Regions from separate parts of the Mus musculus genome. Here regions 2, 3, 4, 5, 6 and 7 are each linked to region 1. The links are chromatin contacts, called in public HiChIP or PLAC-seq and promoter capture Hi-C maps. All regions are on one chromosome and are shown on one strand. The core of a region is the stretch at or near the end of the contact, and the rest is flanking DNA. Distances in the headings are between cores, read along the strand shown. Region 1 holds the start of Rev1 (REV1, DNA directed polymerase). Region 2 holds the start of Uggt1 (UDP-glucose glycoprotein glucosyltransferase 1). Region 3 holds the start of Neurl3 (neuralized E3 ubiquitin protein ligase 3). Region 4 holds the start of Map4k4 (mitogen-activated protein kinase kinase kinase kinase 4). Region 5 holds the start of Kansl3 (KAT8 regulatory NSL complex subunit 3). Region 6 holds the start of Cnnm4 (cyclin M4). Region 7 holds the start of Ankrd39 (ankyrin repeat domain 39).

Region 1 (2,987 bases), core at 220-2,719:
TAATGTTAAAAGTGATTCCCACCCTTAAGAAAATGAACAAATATGCATTATTTACCATAAAAAGGAGTAAAGTTTCATGACAAGATACACGATTTTGGTACATACTGACCTCAAAGGACCTACAAGACACAAACAAGAAAACAGAAATTCAAGAAAAATGGCAAGTAAGTAGTCTAAGCAATGAACGAGTGCACTCGTGCAGACTGAAGTCCTGGATGGAGAGCTCCAGGTAAGCTTCCAAGTGTCCATCACAGGTAGCACTGGAAGGGCCGGAAGGGTATTCTAGCAGCATTTGCCTGGGCAAAGCCCGGTCAATATGGGAAAGCAAACTTATGGAGTCTTGCTAAGCTGAGCTAATGCGCACTCCATAGGAACAAGATTGTGGTATTATTACTCTACGTAAAGGAAGAACAGGTACTAGAGAAGCCAGAGACCAAGCAAATAATTTAAGAGCTGTTACATAGCCCTTAATAGTTACAAATCCTTTTTATGAGGTCTCTTGTTTTTATCTACATACCATTTCTACTTTATACCCAAGAAACACCAAAAAACACACGGTGAAATCCTAGGCATGTATCACCTGTAGTGTTTTTTTAAACAATCAAGGAACGATACTACAGGAAAGTCCGGGCTTTGCAAACCCGGGACAGGAAGAGTCTCCAAACAAACAAGTGCCCCCTCGGTGCACCCCGACTGTTATTATAACAGCACACCCAAGTGTGAACTGAGCACCTGTACAAACACTTGGGGACAGGTGTCCTGCACATGAAGGGGACAGATAAGTGACAAGGGAAAAGGAGTGAGAGAAACACTGCCTCCGGGATGCCTAAGAGCAAGGCAGAGGGGAGAAGCCGATGCACCGGGGACGAGCGAAGACCCGCGGCGCGGGCCCCGGGTGCCCCCTGCCACGTTCTGCAAACGCTGGCGGAGCGGACACTCGAACGCGCGAGGGAATGAATGGCCGGCCAGGCGCCGGCGCAGGAGGAACCGGTGACTTGCGACGCCAGCGGCGGGACTCGGAGGCAGGGCCGCGGGCGCCCCGATCGGCGCGCGACGGAGCGCCGGGTGTGGAGCGGGAACGGGAGGTCACGCGTTACATAACCCGGCGGCCGGAGGCGCAGGGGCGACGCGGCGCGGCAGGCAGGAGGCCTCGCGGCAGCACCGCGAGCCCCCGGCCTCGGCGCCTCGGGCCGCTCGTGCGGCGGAGGCGGGGACGGCGGAGGCTCGGTACCCCTCCCCCACCCGCCGGCCCGGGGGTCGCTCACCTTCCGCGCCGCCCCAGGCCACCATGCCCGGGCCCAGCCGCTTCCTCGGGCCTCGCGGGCGCCGCCGTCGTTCAGTGTCCTCCCCGCGGCTGAGGGGAACGCCGGGGAAGGCAACCGGTCAGGCGGCCGCCCAGCCGCACCGCACCGCACCGCGGCCCACGCTCCCTCAGTCGCTGCGCCCGCCTCGCGCCTCCGCGGCAGCTCCGCCCCTCCCCCGCCGCTCCTCTGGCGCGCGCCCGGCTCCCCCTCCCATCCACACCGCGGCCCGCTGGCCCGGCCCCGCACGCACTCACCGGGCGCGGCGCACGCGCGCTGCTCGCGCCCGGCCCGAGGCGACCCCGGCCCCGCCCTCCTCTCGCGCCGGCGCCCGCGGGGAGGGGGGGTGGAGAGCAGCGCCTCGGCTGCACGTGACCGTGCGGCTGGCTGGGCGGAGGTGGCGCGGGACCCGCCGCATCACCACGCTGCCTCCCGCCGGGGCCGGCTAGCTAATGGTGCTGCAGCGACGCGCAGCCGCGCCCCGCCGTGCCCCGCCCCGCCCCGCCCCGCCCGGGCTCCCCAGCCGCCGCGGAGGGCGCGGGTGCCGGGACTAACCGGGTAGACGACCGCGCAGGGTCGGCCGAGGCGCGAAACGCGTCGCCGCACCGCGCTCCGATTGATGTGCGGCGCCACCTAGCGGCGGCCAGGACGCTCACAGGCTAGCACATGCTCGGTCGGCGAGCGGAGAACCGCGGCCCACACGGGTCTGCGGGAATGCCAGGTCACTTGCTGGCAGCCAGCTAGGCTGTGTCCAGACACGACGTCCCTCACAATCTTACCACTGCCGGTCCTGTGCTCTACCTGCCTTTCCCACTTGCAACACACAGACCTGAAGAAAATTGCTTTCCCTTGTGATGGTTAAAAACAAACAAACAAAAACAAAAAACCAGCAGCTACACAATTTATTCGTGGATGTTAAATACACCTAGCAAAAAAGAAAAAAAACAGTCTCTTAAGGCCCATTTCCCCCGCCTCTGTAGTGTCTGTTCAATGGGAGACTGCATGGTTATTGTGATAGTCTTTATTGTTGGAATGCTCAAACATTAAGCCAACCAACTCCTCGCCCTAGACTGAACACTTTTGTTCCTTCCCCACCTTAAGACTTTTGAAAGGAGTTTGCAGGCACTTAGAAAACAGTAGTACTCTTTTTAAAACTGACTTTGCAAACCTGAGGTTCCTTTCCCAGAGAGACAGGAGATAATCGAAATCTCTCTCTCTCTTTCTGTGTATGTATATGTACATGGGAAATATATATATCTGTCTCGATTTTAACCTCTCCCCCTTTGCTCCACTTGCTCGCTCTCCTTTATGAATTCAACTTCAGTATTCCCTCCCAGCTCTGTTTCTCTGGACCCACAATTGAAGAGCTAGATACAGTGTAACTGCAGGAGTTTCAGAACGAGCTGCAACACCACCAGCTTGTGTTCGGAAATACCGCTGGGCGGGAAATGAGGCTTGTGAGGAGTTTTGAAAAACTGTCTCTACACAGCAGTTATTTCCAATGAGAAAAACACCAAAACTTTATTTTTGAGACTGAAAAATAACTTGTGAATACTTTTCCTCTTCTTTCATAATCAAAGATTACTTTTTCTGTATTTTTCTCAAGCAAATAAACAAACTGTCCCATCCTCGTTTGCTTTCTTTTGCTGCAACAAACATTATTACCAAAAAAACAACTTAAGGAGG
Region 2 (2,987 bases), core at 206-2,705, 1.9 Mb before region 1:
CAAAGCCTGAAAACTTGAATTCAATCCCCAGACCCCCATGGTGGAAGGAGAGAGCCATCCTTTAAAGTTGTCTTCTGGTCTCTACATAACAAATTCATATTCTCTCTCCCACCTCTTGATATAGACAAACAGTCAGACAGAGAGACAGACATTTAATTTGTGTCTCTATATCTAGATCCTCTCTCCCTTTCTCTTCCTCCCTCAAGAAAGCAAAAAAGAAAGTTTTAGCAAGATGGCTCTGTGGGTAAAGGCTCTTGCCATGCAAGCCTGGTGACCTGAGATTGAGCCCTAAAAAGAAAGCCACACAGAGGTGGATGGAGAAAGCTAACTCCACTAAGTTGTCCTGTATACACACAACAAAATCTAAGTAAACAAAATAAAATTTTTTATTTAAGAAAGAAAAGTTTCAGCTAAGTTTACCAAAAACAAGTCAAGTGGAAAGGCTACAATCTGCTCCAGTTTTGTAGTGTTAACTAGCTTTGTAAAATGTCTCCAAGCAGATCTGGTGGTGGCCGGGATTCCAAGGGTAGCCTATGATCCTGAGACCCTACCTCCAAAGGGGTAGGACAAGCAAACAGACATGACTATGTCTTCATGCGTTTGGCAGTGTACAAGGTATTACTAGGAAATAAAGAACTTTATACTACAATAAGCTTGCACGGGCACAGATGTTTCCAAGGCACTGCAAGGGCAAGATCATAGGTCTCAGAACAAACAAAACACTCTCTCCATTTCAAACCTGGCAACAAATGCAGAACAAGAGAGCTTTCAGCCCAGCAGCAAGAAGAGCTCACGATCACAATGTTTTGGAGATGCACAGATCACAAGCTAAAAGTGAAGTGAACCGTCCAATTTCACGCCAAGAGATCTTATCACCCACAGATGCATCACCTGAACTCAGAAACCTATAAAAACGCCAACTCGTTTCTCCAGAATCATGCAAAATGCTGATTCTCAACCTACTTAGGGTCAGACTTGGTCTAAAGTCCTGGGGGCGCTTCCTCCTCCTACACTTCAAACAGGGTCAGGACTGCTGGAGTGAGCCCGCCGCCACTCTGTCCCCAGAAGACCGCTGGGGACGACTTGAGGCGCTCGTGGAGAGAACACTGGAGGGAAAACCGAGTCAGAGTACAAGAGGAAGCCCAAGGTGACTCGGACTCACGGTCGCCTCCCGCGCTGGCCCCTCTCCTGTTCCCGAGGCCTCCCCACGCCACCCAAGGTACCTGTCACCCGCCGCGCAGCCGCGGCATCCGCAGTGTTCGCATCCCCCCGGCTGCACATGCCCGGGCCGCGCTTCGTCCACTCCGGTGTCTGCAACGACGCCTGGGCAGGGCGGAGCAGCGGCGATCGCCGGGGAGGCTGCGCCAGTGAGAAGCCGACACGCGCCTTTCCCGCCGCTCCTCACAAGCCGGTTTCTCAAAGCAATAACCCAGTTGCCAGCTGCCCCTGCACTTCCGCTTCCTAGAGGCGAAGGCAGGACGACTTCCGGCTATCGAGTGCGGCGGGGGTTTGCCAGAGAGTCCCGCAGCGGCCATGAAACCGGCATAAGACCCGCCCCTTCTCTCGGCCCCTCCCCTCTCCTGGTTGAGCCAGCTCGCCTCCTGAATTTAAGATCCTAGAAGACCCAGTTCAAGCAGGTGAGCTTCAAGGCGCAGTCCAACCGCCCCGGCAGATAGTTATTTCAACCTTTTTCTCCCTATTTTTATTATTTATTCCTCTCAAGTTAAATAAACGTACACAAACTCAAGACACAAAAAGCAGAAGAAGCTCATGCTGGGCGTGGTGGCACACACCTTTAATCCCAGCACTCGGGAGGCAGAGGCAAACGGATTTGTGAGTTCGAGGGCAGCCAGGGCTATACAGAGAAACCCTGTCTCGAGAAAAAAAAAAAAAAAAAAAAAGGCAGAAGAATCTCTGTGAGTTCAAGGCCCTATCTCAAAAGGAAGAAAAAGTTATAAATTTGTTTTAGAGTATGTGATGTTGGTTAATGCAGAGATCCATAACTAGTCAAACTGACTGAGACTAAATGATCTCAGCTCTGACTGAAACACCTATATCACCACCTCCAAGACCCAAGCAGCATCAGGGGAAAAGAAAGCAAAAAAGACAAAGGTTCTTGCTGCTAAGCTGGAAACCTAAGCTCAATTCCCAGAATACACCGCAAACGCCAGGCACGGGCTGCGGAGATGACTCAGTAGACAAAGTATTTGCTGCCCAGATGTGAAGACTACAGTTCAGATCTCCAGGACCCCTGTAGAAATTGTAGTAATAGCTACCTGTAATCCCAGTTCTCAGGAGGCAGAGACAATTCCTCTGGCAAAGTGGCTAGCCACACTAGCCAGAATTCTTGAGCTCAAGAATTCTACCTCAATAAATACCGAGTGACTGGGGAAAATACGAAGTGTCAATTGAGCTTGTGTGCAGGCACACACATATATTCATACATACACACACACACAGGCATACATACGTGCATGCACACACACACATACACACACACACACATAACATACTAGCCAAGTAAACACTGGAGGTAGAGACAGGCAGAACTTTGGGTCTTACTGGCCAGCAAGCTACCAGCCAAATGGGTGTGGTTCAGACTAGTGAGAGACACTCTCAGAAAACCAAACTGGACATTGTCCTGAGAAATGACAGCTGAGACTAATCTTTAGCTTGCACACCCATGCACACACATGTGTACCAAATTGGAGACACTGACTTGCACACATGTGTGCCAACCTGGAGACACTCACACAGAGAAGAAAGAGAGAGAACGCAAGCACTGACCGTTACTCCAAATCTTCTCTCCGACTTTTGAAGTGGCACATTTGTCCTCTGAAATCAGTGCTCTGTAGATTTTTTTTATTATTATTATTATTATTATCTGTTTAATGTTGTGAGGGCAGGAGCGACATCTGTGCCTTTTATAGGTAGAACAGAAACAATGAGTCTACAACTTGGAACACTTGAGGTGAGTTAGTGGCAGA
Region 3 (2,987 bases), core at 315-2,814, 1.9 Mb before region 1:
GGTGGACACTTTTCTTCTGCCTTCCTCCTCCTGCAGAGACTGGCAGGCATCTTGGCCCTTTGACTGAGCAACCTGACAGACCCCACTGCTGGGCTGGGCTATGGCAGAGGTGGGCACAAGCTAAACGTGGCTCTCTAATTGGGTGTGTCCTGGTTGGCAGGGTTGGCACAGGGTTCAGAGTACTGTCTATCAAGAACTAGAGAATTCCTGTTCTAGACCCCATTTTTAAGCCAGGTCCTGAGGTTCCATACAATAGAGAGGTAGTCCTTCTCCAGTGACCCCCACCTTTGTGCTACCCACTGACGGAGGCTGGCCTGGATCTAGACTGCTAGGAAGTTGGGACAGGCCAGCCATGTCTGTAGGGTCATCTCCAGGCCTGGGCAGATGAAGACAAATTATAGTCTCTGCTGCAAGGCTCTGGGGATTTTAGTGATGGATGCTCAGCCACCTGCTCCGTGATGGCCTCCTAACTGCCAGCACCTTCAGCATCAAGGTCTTTGGGATGCCAGGCACCCAGTCAGCCCTTTGCAGAATCCTGTTCTCCCCTCTGCACCCCAGCATGCAGAGCTTGGGGAAGCTCAAGAAAGGTCCCTTCCTGTCCTCCCAGCCCCAAGGAGACTGTGGGCTCAGCTACACAGTTTCAGTCCCTCTCCCTCTCCCACTCCCTCCTCCCTCCTCTCCCTCTCCCACTCCCCCCCCCCCACATCTGTACCTGTTATACCCCATCCCTTTTGGCATTGTTACTGCCCTGCCTTGAATCCAAACACAGCTGCCACAGCAGAGGTGGCTCTGGGCGTGGCCGCCCACTGTGAGCAAGCCTTGGGTGCTTGCCAAGGGCCCTACACAGGGGCACTGATTGGCTTGGGGGGGCAGGTCTAGGGTGCCTGGTCCCCGTCTCTGTTCTAAGGGGTGGCATGCTATTTCCTGCTCACTCACCAGGCCCCTCTGCTAAGGGGACACGTGACCACAGGTACTGGTGTCTCAGAGAAACTTCTTATCTCATTACTATTTAGATATCTACATTTGGAGTCCTAAAGGACAGCAGGGTGGTGGCATAGTCCCAACCTTCAGACGAGAAAAAAACCAAGAGTCCAGGGACAAAAATGACTTGTCCACATTGCCACCGACAATTTGGCAAGGCTGAAATCCCTCGTTTTTCCACCGGCCTCCTAAGCTCTCCCCTTTTCCCCACCCCAGCCTTGATTCTCCCTTATCCAGTTCCTAGATAAAGACTGCTTACAGGTAGTGGGTGGGAAGGAGGGGTGTGTATCTCCGCAGCCATCTTGGACCAGACACCCCGCTTCTGCTGGGTTCCTGGGAAGGCAGGAAGCTCTCGCCCTCGCGCAGCCCAGACCATGGAGAAACCCACTCTAGGAGCCAATGAAGTCTCTGATCTCCCCTTTCCAGACCTCCCACCTGTACTCCATGCAGTCAGGACTCCAGAAGCCAGCTCAAGGCATACGGGAAATCTACTTACTGGCCTCAGGGCTGAGGAGAGAACCCATCAGCCTGAGCTCCTCCTGGGGCACAAGTCCCTGGGTCTGAAGATGTCTGTGAAGGCCAGTGGTCAGGGTTACAAGACTCCGGAAGGTTCCCCTTTTATAGGCTGGAGCTCACGTTACAGAGTTGTTGATTAATTAGATGCTGTCACGCATGACGATATCCGGGACTTTCCCCATGACCTCTCGTGGCTCACAGTGGACTGCTGCTGCAGCAGGCTGGTCTGAGATAAGAAGGGAAGCAGGGGCTGTAACTGTGGCTGCAGCAGACGGTTTTCTGTTTGACTTCTAAGCAGCCCTTGTCTGTGAATTATAATCGCATGTTAGTAAACACCCGTGCCGCCGCCACGCCCTCCCCCACTCTCCCCAACAAAGACTTTGGTGGTCCTGGTCTGGGATGAGATCTGGGCATTGGGAGTTTCAAGAGCATGCAGGAACTTTGATTAGCAGCCGGCATGGTGTCCAACCCCACATAGAGAAGGTGCGCAGCGCTGCTGAAGGTTAACTGATTGAGCTAAATCCTAGGACCTGTGAAGGTGAGGCCGCCCAGTGGCAAGGTTGGTTTGGGGGCTTACAACCCCACCCCCACCCCACCCCCCCTCCCCGCCAGATTAGGTCTTTCTTGAGATTCCAGATCAAAGCCACAATTCTGTGACTTCTGTGGCCCCTTTAAGAAAGGAACGGGGAGGGGGGGGGGCTGGCGAGATGGCTCAGTGGTTAAGAGCGCCGACTGCTCTTCCGAAGGTCCGGAGTTCAAATCCCAGCAACCACATGGTGCCTCACAACCATCTGTAACGAAATCTGATGCCCTCTTCTGGAGTGTCTGAAGACAGCTACAGTGTACTTACATATAATAAATAAATCTTTAAAAAAAAAAAAAGAAAGAAAGGAACAGGAGCACCTGGAAATGACAGTGAGCTAGACAGGACGGGGGGGGCGGGGGGGGGGCGGGGGCGGTTCGACTGAGGAGGGAAATAGAGGGCTGGAGACCCAGGTTGTGTCTGCTGTATTACCTTATGCAGATCCCTTCCTCTTCTTGAGGTCTGATGTTCTGGTTTGGGGACCTTTTCCAGCCAGCATGTGGTGCCTAAGTGAGAAGAAGTGGCCAGGGGAAGGTGAGTGTTATCAGTGTAGCCCTGGTTACCTTAGACATTGCTGTAACCCCTGGACTTTCTTTTTCCGGCCACACCCTTGCTGAGCGCCCTTTGTCACTGCACTAGATGTATAACTTCTGCCAAGACCACAGGTAGCTGCTCTAGAGCCAGTGCCAGTCACCTGGGCCGGAGTCCTGTGGCTTCTAAAGGTTGCAGTTCCCCCGATGCCCCGGCTGGCTCAGTCTAAGAGGTTCAGGCTCCTGGCACCTCCTGGCAGGCACACCAGTCTCTGGACACTTGTGGATGCTCCTCCCTTGCTGGGTTGCTCAGGGCTGGAGCCAAGAGATCCTTGTTGATTAGCCACATCCCCCTAACAGAGGTGTGTGGTGCCCAA
Region 4 (2,987 bases), core at 269-2,768, 1.8 Mb after region 1:
AGAGACTGCCGTATTTGTATAGCCATCAGCTGTGCACAGTGGGCGAGGTAATTCTTCAGATTTTATTTCCTAATGTATAAAGCAGCAAAATTAAGAGTACCACTCAAGGTTCACGTGAAGAACAGTAAGATAAGATATATGAAATGGGCTGCACACATCACTGTATTATCAATAAATAATAACAAAGCCAAACCAGACAAGCGCTAACAAATTCACCAACATTTTTGTTCCTGTGCGTTTCCTAAGGAACAGATATTGGGAGTTCCGAATATAATTTCACTCTACAATGGAGTCTCATGTCAAACATCTTAGAACGTAACCCAAGCAGAAGAGCGCTGGACATTCTCTGGGGGCAGCGACTTGAACTCTGGGTATAGGCCGAAGTGGAGAGTATGCTCGCTCCTCTCTAGGCTAGGGTCTTTAGGGTTTGAGTACAACAATTGCAGTATTGGGGGTTTTCTACTCCGAGGCTATAAGGTGTGTACTGCTTAAATCAGAACAGTGTGGAGTGTGTGGGGAGGGAGGTGCAGAACGTTATTGACAACTAGATGCCCATGAAACAGTGGATTTTGGGGGGCGCCATGTAACACCAAGCTTAGCTTCATCTCTTAACTTATCAGGCCCATTCTAGGCCTTCTACATGTGGGAGTCAAGCAATTTTACAGCGATCTTGTACCTGGCCATTCTGGGATACTGTTGAGAACACCCGCTGTGAGGTAACAGGGAGTCACTAAACATGTTTTTGGCTGGTCCTGGGACGTGATAAAGAGGGACAGTAGTTGAACTGCCTAGCTGACTTGCTGTGGCATGCTGGAAGAAGCCTGTTTGGTGACCCGTGGTGATCTCCATCCAGGTACTGTCAGGGTTTTAGATCCCGAGCAGAGGGCTCGCCCGTCCGCCCTCCCTCCCATGGGCCAAACTGGCTCGGGGAACACAGCAGCGAGCAATCACAGCGACTGTTTTGGATTCTCCCGGACGGTCAAGTGATGCTCAGCGAATCCTCCAGCAGCAACCAAGCCACAAACTGAGACAGGAAAGGAGAAAGGAGAGGAACACCCCTTGGGGGGTAAAAAGGAAACGAGGGTCTACGGGACCGACCGGCCGTAGGCGGCGGAGGGGTCCGAGGCCCGACCCCGGCGCGTCCTGGCACACCCTCTCCCGGGCGAGCGGCGCGGGTGGGGTGTCCACGGGGCCGCCGGGGCGCTCCGAGTCTTTCATTCATTGTTAGCGGAGGCTGGGGTGTTCCGCCGCGCCCCGCACTTCCTCCGGGAAGGCCCCGAGGGCTCCCGGCCCCACCCCGGGCCGGGCCACCATCCGCGGAGGGCCGGCCGCCCGGCCATTGTTCGAGCCCCACCCCTGCTGAATATTCACGCGGGCGGGCGGCGAGCGAGCGAGGGCGAGGGCCGGGTTCCGCCCGCTCTCCCGGCGGAGGGGGCGGGGGAGTCGCTCGCCCCTCCTCAGCGGCGCCGGTCGGTGCCCCGCGTCCCCGCCCCCGCCCCCGCCTCCCGCGGCATCTTTGTCTCGCGGCCTCGCGCTCGCTCGCTCGCCGCGCTCTCCGGCCCCAGCTCCGGGCCGCTCGTGCAGGCGCGCGCGCGCGGGGCGCCGGGGCCTGAGGCGGCGGGCGACGCCCGGGGGGCGGGTGGGGGCCGAGGGAGGACCGCCAAGCCATGGTGTGAGCTCCGCGGCCAGCGCTCTCCGCGCCGCGCTCCGCTCCGACCGGACGACAAGCCGCCCGGGCGGCGGCGGCCTGCCCGTGCGGCCCGAGCCCCGGCGCCGCCGAGCCCCTGCCCGTCTCTCGCTCTCTCGCCCGCTCCCGGAGCGGCGACCCGGGGAAGATGGCGAACGACTCTCCCGCGAAGAGCCTGGTGGACATTGACCTGTCGTCCCTGCGGGTGAGTGCGGCCGCGCCCTGCGCGCCGCGGTGGACACGGACACCCGCGGGCGCGGCGGCCCCTTTGTCTGCCGGGCGAGCGGGCGGGCGGGTGCCACGGCGCTCCCGGGGACCCGGCGGGGCGAGCCTTTGTCACCGCCCTGCATCCCTCCCTCCGCCCTCTCGCCCTCCTCGGTTGGGGTCCCTCTTTTGAGTTGATAACCTCCCCCTCCTCTCTCTCCAGGACCCTGCTGGGATTTTTGAGCTGGTGGAAGTGGTTGGAAATGGCACCTATGGACAAGTCTATAAGGTCGGTGTGGGGCGCCTTTGTTCCCCGTGGCGTGGAGAAACTTCTTAGGGGACGAGGGAAAGGGTGACGAAACGCTGCTGACTGCAGGCCGTGCCGCCTGGCCAAAGTTGGGAAAGGGGGTTTCGCCTGGCTTTTCTTTTTTTTTCTTTTTCTTTTTTGTTTTTTTGCCTGTGTTCAGACTGGCCTTAAAAGACCTCATTTCCTGGCTTTGAGATAAAGGAAATAAGCTACACTGTTAGGCATGCACTTGGCTTTAGCAAAATAGAAAAGGAATTTTGTGTTCGAGGGTGACCACAGGGTCTCCCCCCAAACCCCCTTTCCTCCAAATCTGGCCTTCATGCGTTTGCGTTTGTCCGTGAATTAAAATTCGGTGTAGACAGGCCTTGCCTATGACTCCACTCAGCCACTGCCTTGGTATTCTTGAGACATGTCATCGTGCTTCTGCCTTCGGAGTGCTTGCCGTAGGCTCCAACTTGGGGAGGCTAGCGTTACCTGGTACTGATTTTAAAGCTTGGCCAGCATACCCTGTTCTAGTGGACAGTATCTTGGGGAAGCGGGCGGGGGAGTGTGCTTTTGGGCCACGGGAACAGGAGGAATTACAGTGTGGGGATTATAAAATGTGAATTCCAGGAATAACCTTTGTGACAGCTGTGTAATTGAGATGGCTGGGAGGAGAGAGAGCAAGGAGTAGAGAGGATGCCAGACTTCACACCCGCCACCCCTGGTCGTTCTCTCTCTTTAAATTTATCCTCCTCCCTGGGCTGCAGATGAAGCTGAGGAATCTGTTGGCCTGTGTCGCCGCGGAGC
Region 5 (2,987 bases), core at 324-2,823, 1.8 Mb before region 1:
TGTCTGTGTAGGTGTCCAACTTTGCCCTGCCGTTCTGATGCTGCTCATCCAAGCTCTCCATTCACCCTGCAGCCCCAATCACTCCTAAGAACATCTAAGCCCCGCCACGCATCACTTCCTTAAGAAGGAAACCCAAACTCACATGGTATTCTCAAACTCACATAGTATTCTCCTGCTGCCGACGGGGGGTTACAAAGAGCATGCGGGTGGGGCGGGCACTACTGGCATCTGGGTGGGCACTCCACGGTTTTGCATAGCTATGATCCAGGAAAACGAGGTCCAGTTCCCGCTCATGCACTGAAAGCTGGAAGAGCAGGGAGGTACCCATCCGCCGAGCTGAAGTCTGGAAGTCCCTCTCCCCACCCCGGTGGGCCATGTCAGTAGTCAAGCAGCCAAGTCAGGGTGTGAATATCTGCATGCTAGTCACCTGCAGTGAAAGGGGGCTTGTGAATTCAATAGCTTCCATTTCTCCCAACTTTCACTATCAAAACATGTCTTTATGCTCAGCATTCGATCTTTGATTATGCACATCTATGTGTCCTCCCACACCGCCACCAAACAGAACGGTGCCATACACAATTTTATAACTGTAAACTGACAAGACTCCACAGTTCACAAAAACATGACCTTTGCAATTGCCAAGGCGTGGTGACGCACGCCTTTAATCCCAGCACTGGGGAGGCGGAAGCAGACGGATCTCCGGGAGTTCAAGGGCAGCCTAGTCTACAGAGTGGGTTCCAGGACAGCCAGAGCAATATATTGAGATCCCATCTCAAAAACAAAAACCTAAATTTGCTGGGCAATTTTCTTCCTGGGTGGTAAAGGTTTTTGCAAACCAGAGGGATCACAAACATGAATTCATCAAAAGCTAAAGGTCCCTACTTTTCGTCCCCTAAACAGGACGTGGGCAGGGCTGGTCTGCTCGGGTGGCCCCAGCACAACAGGCGGGCACCGCGGGCCTCCAAGCTTCATTGCTTTGGGCTGAGGTCAAGGGGACTCTCCTAGGGTCACGCTCCACCAAAGGTTTGCATCAACCTCATGGTACTCCGGAGTTTTGGGAAGAGAAAAACTAGAGCCCGCCCTCAGCCCGGCCGGGCCCTCAGAAGGCCTCTCCTCCTTCGCCCTCCCTCGGCGAGGCGCCCAGCAAACGGCCCGCTCCTCTGAGAGGTTCCCGCCACGGAACCGCAGAACCTCAAAACGGCCCACCCGGGCGGCGGCCCCGGAGCCCGGACGACTCGGCCAAGGTCATCCCGAGTTCCCGGCGAGGAGGAGCCGCCCGGCCCCACCTCCCCTCCCGGGGCCCTCCTCGGCCTCGCGCCTCGGCCGCCCCAGCGCCGCGTCTGCCTCCCGCGCCCCGCCCGGCCGGCCCGGCCTGGCCCGCGGCTTCAGCCCCCGACCCCTCATGCCCGCGGAGCCCCGAGGGCTTCTCCGAGCCCGCCGCCCAACGCCTGGAACCCCACGGGCCACCACCCGCGCCGGGGCAAAACCGCGTCTCACCCGCAGTTGTCGGCCGCGCGCTCGCCCGAGCCGGACCCCAATGCGCGTGCGCCTTACCTCCCGGCGCCTTGGGCTCTGAGGAAAACGCGGAAGCAGATCGCTCTCCCGGAACCGCGCGGCGGCGAGCGGCAAAGCCCGGAGCGGATCCGCGCCCGGGACCTGGCTAACCTGTGGGGAACGCGGAAAGCGCGCGCGACTCCCGGGGCAGAGACGTTCTCCCTCTGCGTTTTCTGTGGGAAAAGTGAGGACAAAGAGCAAGATAGTTCAGACCACCCCAGCGCTCGGTGTCCCCTTCCCTGTTACAGAGCTGGGTTCAATTTGCAGTGTGCGGGTGGGGTTTATTTCAGCCCATCGGGGTTTATAATCCTAGCACTCTCTGGAGGCTGAGACAGGAGGATCGAGGTGAGTTCCAGAACAACCTGAGCTACACCATGACACCCTGTCTCAAGACCTCAAAGCAAACCAGAGAGATGGGGAGATGAAGAGAGGGAGGGAAAGCTTTGCAGAATGTTGGGATACAATTCTAGGGCTCTGCGGAGTTTAATAAGAAACTGGTACAGCTCAGACTAGGATGAGGTGGAAGATGAGGCAGAGGACAGATGTAAGGTTCAATTTTTTTTTCCCCCAGGTTTTTTTAATTAGGTATTTAAAAGGATCTTTACCAATCCTAAATCAGATAGGGGACTAATATCCAATATATATAAAGAACTCAAAAACATGGACTAAAGAAAACCAAATAACCCCATTAAAAATGGGGCTCAGAGCTAAACAAAGAATTCTCAACTGAGGAATACCAAATGGCTGAGAAGCACCTGAAAAAATGTTCAACATCCTTAATCATCAGGGAAATGCAAATCAAAACAACCCTGAGATTCCACCTCACACCATCAGAATGGCTAAGATTAAAAATTCAGGTGACAGCAGATACTTGCAAGGATGTGGAGAAAGAGGAACACTCCTCCATTGCTGGTGGGATTGCAAGCTTGTACAACCACTCTGGAAATCAGTCTGGTGGTTCCTCAGAAAATTGGACATAGTACTACCAGAGAATCCAGCAATACCTCTCCTGGGCATGTATCCAGATGTTCCAACTGGTAATAAGAACACATGCTCCACTATGTTCATAGCAGCCTTATTTATAATAGCCAGAAGTTGGAAAGAACCCGGATGTCCCTCAACAGAGGAATGGATACAGAAAATGTGGTACATTTACACAGTGGAGTACTACTCAGCTATTAAAAACAATGAATTTAAGGTTCGACTTTTAACTGCTTGGCTCAGCCTTTTTCTCAACTTTGAAATGTGCAAATGCCTAAACCCTGATTCACCAGGTTGCCAGGGGAATGCAGTCAATTATTTCTGCCACCTGTCAAGAGCTCCATTGATTTCTTGATGGCAATTACTATGAGCGACCCCCACCTCCCGGTCTTAGAACTCAGTGTTATTGGTTGTTTTTTCATTTATGGAGGGGATGGAGAGACAGGGTCCCA
Region 6 (2,987 bases), core at 211-2,710, 1.7 Mb before region 1:
CTGAGGTAAGGATGTTTGTCATCCGTGTCCTGCCCTTCACAGGGTGGACAGCTGTGGGTGGATAGCTGTGGTCATCCCCACACACTGAGTTCATAGCTGCCGGATGACATCCAAGTGGGGCTGACCAGGAAGCAGTGATCTCAAGGCTAGAACAGCAGCCCCACCCCTCAGTTCATTTCCACAAGCAGCTGCCTCAGCTGGCCAGTCACCACAATTTGGGGTTAAGGGTATGGTCCTGAAAGAGCAGGCAGCAACAACTATTACTACACAGGCAAAGACTATTCACAGAGAGTTGTTATGTCATATTCGGTGTGTAAGCCAGTTGTTCTCACGTGCTTAGCCAGGTGATGCTGTGTTATCACTCTTCCTGCCGTCAAATTAAAAACTAAAACCATAACTAAACAATAAAATCAATCCAGGCATGGTGGTGCATATCTGTAAACCCTGCACTTGGGAGGTAATGGACATAGGATCGGGAGTTCAAGGTCAGCCTCAGATTTGAAGAGTTCAAAGCCATATCGGGCTATGTAAGACCTTGTCTCAAAAAAAAAAAAAAAAAAAAACAAACAAAAAACAAAAAACAAAAACAAAACAAAAAAAAAAAAACCAGTCATTCTTACCGCCATTTACAGACAGGGACTAGGATTAACGGTGAAGATCTGAAAGGCCTAGGATTTTGTGCCTAGGTTCAAAATTTGCATCTGTAAGAAGTAAAACACTTAGTGTTCCTGTGTGTGTTTACTTGCTTATTGCGCTCCCCCTCCTGCCCCCGTATGGCTTGTCTTGTTTACTGCCATTTTTCTGATGATAGGCTGTAAACTAAAGATGTGCAAGAATTTTGGCTTGTTCATTGCCGTATCGTTAGAGTATGAAACAAGAGTACATGTTCAATGAAAACTCATCCCTAAATAGAAATGACAGGTGAAAAACCTAGGTCAGAGCCTGGTCCCTCAGCACCTTAGGGGTCTAGACAGAACCGAGGAGTGGGCTGGGGGACTTCGGGGGCAGTGACAACCTATTTCTGGCATTGGGTCAAGGTCAACGAAAATCCCAGAAGTAAGGAGGCTGTAACGCCAGCCTGAACCCTCAGGTTCCCTTTTCTTTTTCTAAACCAGGAAATGCATTTTTCTCGCTGTGCCCGCGGAGAAGCACCACCCGCCCCAGAACGGAGCGACAGAGTGCAGGGGACCCGGAAGCAACCGAGCGCGTGGGGCTTGGGAGCCGGGCTCCCTAAGGAGGAGCGCGGGAGAAGCCCGGTGCCGCGCGGAAGCTTGGCTGGGCGCACCCCCGCTGCGGGCTCCCGCGCTCGCCCCGCGCCGTTCTACCTTAAGGGCGCAGACCTCCTTAAGCCGGGCGCGCGAGCCGTGGGTAGGGGCGGGACATCGCATGCAAATAAGGGGCGTGGGGCGGCGGGGCGGGGCGGGCGGGGCGCGGTCTGACGTCAGGTCCTCGGCTGGGGCAGTTGGCGCGGCGGCAGCGGAGCGGCAGGAGGGCAGGAGCGGAGGCGCCGAGTGAGGCGCGCGGCGGGGCGCGGGCAGCGGCGGGGCCGGAGCAACATGGCGCCGGGGGGCGGGGGCGGGCGGCGGGACGGCTGGCCGGCCCGAGGGCGCCTCCTCCTGGCTGCGCTGCTGCTGCTATGGACGCGGGCGGCCAGCGGCCAGAGCAGCCCCCAGCAGAGCGTGATCCTAGGCATGAGGCTAGCGAGCTGCAACAAGTCGTGCGGGATGAACCCGGATGGCATCATCTTCGTGTCCGAGGGCAGCACGGTGAACTTGAGGCTCTATGGCCACAGCCTGGGCGATATCTCCAGCAACCTGATCTCCTTCACCGAGGTGGACGACGCCGAGGCGGTCCACAACTCCACCAACTGCCTGGAGCTCACCAAGGACTTAGTGGTCCAGCGGCTGGTCAACGTGAGCCGCGGGAACACGTCGGGGATGCTAGTGGTGATTACCAAGTTCCTGCGGAGGAGCGAGAACATGAAGCTGTACGCGCTGTGCACCCGGCCCCGGGCCGACGGGCCCTGGACCAGATGGACGGACAAGGACTCCCTGCTCTTCATGGTGGAGGAGCATGGGAGGTTTCTGCCGCTCTGGCTGCACATCCTTCTCGTTATGGTGCTGTTGGTGCTGTCGGGCATCTTTTCTGGCCTCAACCTGGGGCTTATGGCCCTGGACCCGATGGAGCTGCGCATCGTGCAGAACTGTGGAACTGAGAAGGAGAGAAAGTATGCTCGCAAGATAGAGCCCATCAGGCGCAAGGGCAACTACCTGCTCTGCTCGCTGCTCCTGGGGAACGTGCTAGTCAACACCTCCCTCACCATCCTTCTAGACAACCTCATCGGGTCTGGCATCATGGCAGTGGCCTCCTCTACCATTGGCATTGTCATCTTTGGGGAGATCTTACCTCAAGCCCTGTGCTCCCGGCACGGGCTGGCTGTGGGTGCCAACACTATTGTTCTCACCAAAGTCTTTATGCTCCTCACTTTTCCCTTGAGTTTCCCCATTAGCAAACTCCTGGACTTCGTCTTAGGTCAGGAGATTCGCACTGTTTACAATCGGGAGAAGCTGATGGAGATGTTGAAGGTGACAGAGCCCTATAATGACTTGGTGAAGGAGGAGTTAAATATGATCCAGGGTGCCCTGGAACTAAGGACCAAAACTGTGGAGGATATCATGACCCAGCTACACGACTGCTTCATGATCCGCAGTGATGCCATTCTGGACTTCAACACCATGTCGGAGATTATGGAGAGTGGCTACACTCGCATTCCTGTGTTTGAAGATGAGCAATCCAATATTGTAGATATCCTGTATGTCAAAGACTTGGCTTTTGTTGACCCGGATGACTGCACCCCGCTCAAGACCATCACTCGCTTCTACAACCACCCGGTACATTTTGTTTTTCATGACACCAAGCTGGATGCCATGCTAGAGGAATTTAAGAAGGGTAAGGACTGGTGTAGCTCCTGGTTAAATGTCCTTTTG
Region 7 (2,987 bases), core at 185-2,684, 1.6 Mb before region 1:
GGTCCCTGAAGAAGTGCCATAGAACTGAATGCTGGCGGGAAAGCCTCAGTCAGCCTGAAGCGGACTAACAAACAAAACAGACCATGTCATCGGACAGAGGGCTTGCATATTTTAGAAACATAAGGGTGATGGCTGCAAGGGTGAGAACCATAAAGAGGTACAGAAACACAACAGTCAGTCTGGCTTGGGGAACTAAACGCAATAGGAGGCGCTGGAGAGGCGGCTCAGTTAAGAGTTCTGTCTGCACCAGGCCGGTGGTGGCGCACGCCTTTAATCCCAGCACTCAGGAGGCAGAGGCAGGCGGATTTTTGAGTTCGAGGCCAGCCTGGTCTACAAAGTGAGTTCCAGGACAGCCAGGGCTATACAGAGAAGCCCTGTCTCAAAAAAAAAAAAAAAAAAGAGAGAGAGAGAGAGAGAGAGAGCGCTCTGGCTGCTCTGCAAAGGACCAGGGTTGTTTCTCAGCTGGTCACATCTGTAACTGCCAATTCCAGGGAATCTGAAGCCCTATTCTGGCCTCCAGGAGCTAAATGCACATAAATAGTCTTTAAATTAAAAAAAGCGTAAATGTAATCATCTCATTTGTTATTTTCTAAAGGTACAGCGGAGAAAACACTTCAAGAGGAGGAAGCGGGGAGTCCTATTATGTCCCTAGTCCAAAAGATGGGGGTAGCAGAGGTGTAGAGAAACGCCGCCCGCTAGGAAGCCATTCCTATGGTAACCATCAAGTGTTCCGTATCATCAGCCCTACACTGATGACAACCTTGCTACAACTGCACAAACTACCTGTTCCTGGGGATAACATGGTAACCGGCACAGAAGAACAGGGACCACTGCTAATAGCAAAATCTCTGTATGATTTTGGACAAAACAGTCACACCCCTGCGCTCCACAGTAAATCTTTCGAGATCACTGTCATTGCTAAAACTTGTACACTCACACCCGAGAGCAGCAAGGGCCAGCTGCCCTGACCTCCCCGGTGGATACGAACCACCAACTGCAGATTCTTTCCCTAGCTCCTCTGTCACCTGACCAGGCTGTCTCCTAGCTGGGTTGGTCTCCAGACCCAGTTCAGAAACCAATGCCTCAATTTACCCGTCCGCACTCGAGACGGAGTAGTCGAGGGGCTTCCTGCCACGCTTTGAAGCCAGCCTTCCTGCACCAGGCCCGGAAGCTCCAAACACGGTTCGAGGCCTCCTTCAGTCCACGTTCCCGGAGATGGGGCTGGAGATTGCCCGCCGCCGGCAACGCGGCCGCCTCACCCCTCTCACCCCTGTCGAAGTCCATCTCCTCCAGCGTCTGCTGTACCCCGGGCACCGCACTAGGGTGAGAGCAGCAGGAGCCATCCGCGCAAAGGTGCGGCGCCGCCATCCCGGCGGCCGGGACTGCAGCCAAGCGCTCCTACGAAATGCCCACCCCTCCGTCCCAGGTTGACCACTCGACGTCCGTAGTTGACCTTCGAGTCCCGCCTCCTCGCCCCAGGCCAACCAATCCTGCATTTAGACCTTAGCTTAGCAACCAATGAAAGTGGTGAGGTGTGGCTGGATAGACTGAGCCTTGCTGCTTTGCTACCACGGGAGGGCGCCCAAGGCTAACTAAGCACAAGGAAGAGCAAAGGCTCGGGAATCCGTTGAGCTCCCCGGGAGGAGGCAGGACAGTTCGTGCAGCCTCGCCTTGTAGGGTGAGGGGACCAGGCAGCTTGGCCTGTCTGGTAGTGTTTATGTCGCATTCGCCAGAACCGAGGCCTCGCAGGTTCCCCAGGGCACAAGGACTCTAGACGCGGCCCATAGTCCCTCTCTCATCTCCCAAGCATCACTTGAGCTGTAGGCCATCCATGGTCAGATCAGTGACCCGCCAGAAAGCTACTAACACTCTGACCCTCGTTCTTTAGCAATCCATCAGGAAGCAGGTGGCCTGAGGGCAAGGACCTGGTAGACCACCTTTGTGCTTAAGCCTCTGCCCACTCAGTGGGCGCTGGTTGCCAACACCCACTGGGCAGACAACTGAGCTAAGGGAAACACACTCAAGTATTTCCCAGCCTCTTCTGACCCACACTCAGGGAAACAGCAGCCTGCTCAAGGGTCATCCAAGTGTATGGGGGGTGGGGGGTGGGGTGGCAGCTAAGGGTGGGCAGAGAGCTCACTGTGGTCTCTGTTCCTATGTACCGGTTAGATTGATCTAAACCAGGTGTGTCCAAATTGCAGCCAACAACAGCATCAAATTTAGCACAACACAAAATCTTAAAATGTCTTTTTTTTTTCCTCCTTCCTATTTTCCTTCTCGAAATCCGATTGGCAGGCAGCTCTCATTAAGGGCGCTCAGAAATGAATCCAGGCTGGGCCTGTTGTTTTTCCCAGGAACATCTGGGCCTACACCACTCCCTCACTAAGACAAGGGCTTGATACTGACTGGGTGGCAATAGGGGACTATCCCTACCCAGATAGGACATTCGAGACTAGCATTCTTCCCCTCCCACGGAGCTTGTCCTAATCTCCATCTTTATAAAGACACTGTCCACACAACTTGAGAAGCCTCTCCTTCAGCCCCTGACTCCCTGCTCACCCTCCCTATAGTTCTGGGAAGACCGTCTCCTTCTCCTCCTCTTCCCGAACGCTCTGCCTTGTTTCCCTGTGGCACCAGGCCAAGTCCAGCTCCCAAGCAGAGTAGCCCTGCTCTGGCTCCCAGTCCCATAGGCATCACTGTGGGAAAACACTTGAGTCTCAGCTGGCCCCTCCAGAGATGCACGGACAGGCATTAAGACCATGATGGCCCAGACCAAAGGATGAGTCCCTCTTAGGTCAATAAGTGGGTTTGAGTCAAAATATCTGTGTGGCAGGGTTAAATTTCATTTTCTCCATTTTATTTGTCAATATAAAAATACTCAAATATTTACAACAAATAAATATGTGGGGACACAATAAGTTACACTGTTAGCCCTTTTCCCAGAGCAGGGAGAGGATAGGCCAGTATCCATAGCATGCCCACCTCCT

The links. Promoter capture Hi-C pulls out the DNA fragments that hold promoters and counts their contacts. HiChIP or PLAC-seq counts read pairs in DNA pulled down with a chosen protein or histone mark. Capture Hi-C pulls out chosen DNA fragments and counts their contacts.
Region 2: a promoter capture Hi-C map of liver shows a contact between it and region 1, with 2.5 times the contacts expected there. The contact joins the promoter of Uggt1 here to the promoter of Rev1 in region 1. A contact is called at or near these places in 2 of 39 promoter capture datasets (both in liver) and 2 of 9 other capture datasets (adipose tissue and liver).
Region 3: a contact with region 1 is called in an H3K27ac HiChIP or PLAC-seq map of microglia, with 5 times the contacts expected there. The contact joins the promoter of Neurl3 here to the promoter of Rev1 in region 1. A contact is called at or near these places in 2 of 39 promoter capture datasets (liver and pre-B cells) and 1 of 115 datasets of contacts at active chromatin or transcription factors (microglia).
Region 4: a promoter capture Hi-C map of pre-B cells shows a contact between it and region 1, with 2.1 times the contacts expected there. The contact joins the promoter of Map4k4 here to the promoter of Rev1 in region 1. A contact is called at or near these places in 1 of 39 promoter capture datasets (pre-B cells), 1 of 484 Hi-C or Micro-C datasets (embryonic stem cells) and 1 of 115 datasets of contacts at active chromatin or transcription factors (pancreatic cancer cells).
Region 5: a promoter capture Hi-C map of liver shows a contact between it and region 1, with 2.7 times the contacts expected there. The contact joins the promoter of Kansl3 here to the promoter of Rev1 in region 1. A contact is called at or near these places in 2 of 39 promoter capture datasets (erythroid cells and liver), 1 of 484 Hi-C or Micro-C datasets (embryonic stem cells), 2 of 115 datasets of contacts at active chromatin or transcription factors (astrocytes and pancreatic cancer cells) and 1 of 9 other capture datasets (liver).
Region 6: a promoter capture Hi-C map of liver shows a contact between it and region 1, with 2.5 times the contacts expected there. The contact joins the promoter of Cnnm4 here to the promoter of Rev1 in region 1. A contact is called at or near these places in 3 of 39 promoter capture datasets (liver and pre-B cells).
Region 7: a contact with region 1 is called in a promoter capture Hi-C map of liver, with 3 times the contacts expected there. The contact joins the promoter of Ankrd39 here to the promoter of Rev1 in region 1. A contact is called at or near these places in 3 of 39 promoter capture datasets (liver and pre-B cells), 1 of 115 datasets of contacts at active chromatin or transcription factors (pancreatic cancer cells) and 1 of 9 other capture datasets (liver).

The regions. Positions count from the first base shown.
Region 1 is chr1:38,128,197-38,131,183 of GRCm38.p6, forward strand. It overlaps Rev1 (REV1, DNA directed polymerase), which reads right to left and starts at 1,470. Exons shown (of 23, transcript NM_019570.4): 1 at 1,266-1,470.
Region 2 is chr1:36,242,847-36,245,833 of GRCm38.p6, forward strand. It overlaps Uggt1 (UDP-glucose glycoprotein glucosyltransferase 1), which reads right to left and starts at 1,456. Exons shown (of 41, transcript NM_198899.2): 1 at 1,224-1,456. The coding sequence starts at 1,281. It overlaps Gm39625 (a long non-coding RNA gene), which reads left to right and starts at 1,463. Exons shown (of 2, transcript XR_865343.3): 1 at 1,463-1,637.
Region 3 is chr1:36,271,861-36,274,847 of GRCm38.p6, forward strand. It overlaps Neurl3 (neuralized E3 ubiquitin protein ligase 3), which reads right to left and starts at 1,565. Exons shown (of 4, transcript NM_153408.2): 1 at 1,478-1,565. The coding sequence starts at 1,505.
Region 4 is chr1:39,899,395-39,902,381 of GRCm38.p6, forward strand. Map4k4 (mitogen-activated protein kinase kinase kinase kinase 4) reads left to right here and starts at 1,519. Exons shown (of 32, transcript NM_001252200.1): 1 at 1,519-1,892; 2 at 2,115-2,180. The coding sequence starts at 1,836.
Region 5 is chr1:36,367,608-36,370,594 of GRCm38.p6, forward strand. It overlaps Kansl3 (KAT8 regulatory NSL complex subunit 3), which reads right to left and starts at 1,574. Exons shown (of 22, transcript NM_001310513.1): 1 at 1,498-1,574; 2 at 162-427. The coding sequence starts at 376.
Region 6 is chr1:36,470,137-36,473,123 of GRCm38.p6, forward strand. It overlaps Cnnm4 (cyclin M4), which reads left to right and starts at 1,461. Exons shown (of 7, transcript NM_033570.2): 1 at 1,461-2,949. The coding sequence starts at 1,557. Gm33454 (predicted gene, 33454) reads right to left here and starts at 1,633. Exons shown (of 3, transcript NR_168706.1): 1 at 1,326-1,633.
Region 7 is chr1:36,545,818-36,548,804 of GRCm38.p6, forward strand. Ankrd39 (ankyrin repeat domain 39) reads right to left here and starts at 1,435. Exons shown (of 4, transcript NM_026241.4): 1 at 1,269-1,435. The coding sequence starts at 1,368. Sema4c (sema domain, immunoglobulin domain (Ig), transmembrane domain (TM) and short cytoplasmic domain, (semaphorin) 4C) reads right to left here. Exons shown (of 15, transcript NM_001126047.3): 15 at 2,822-2,987.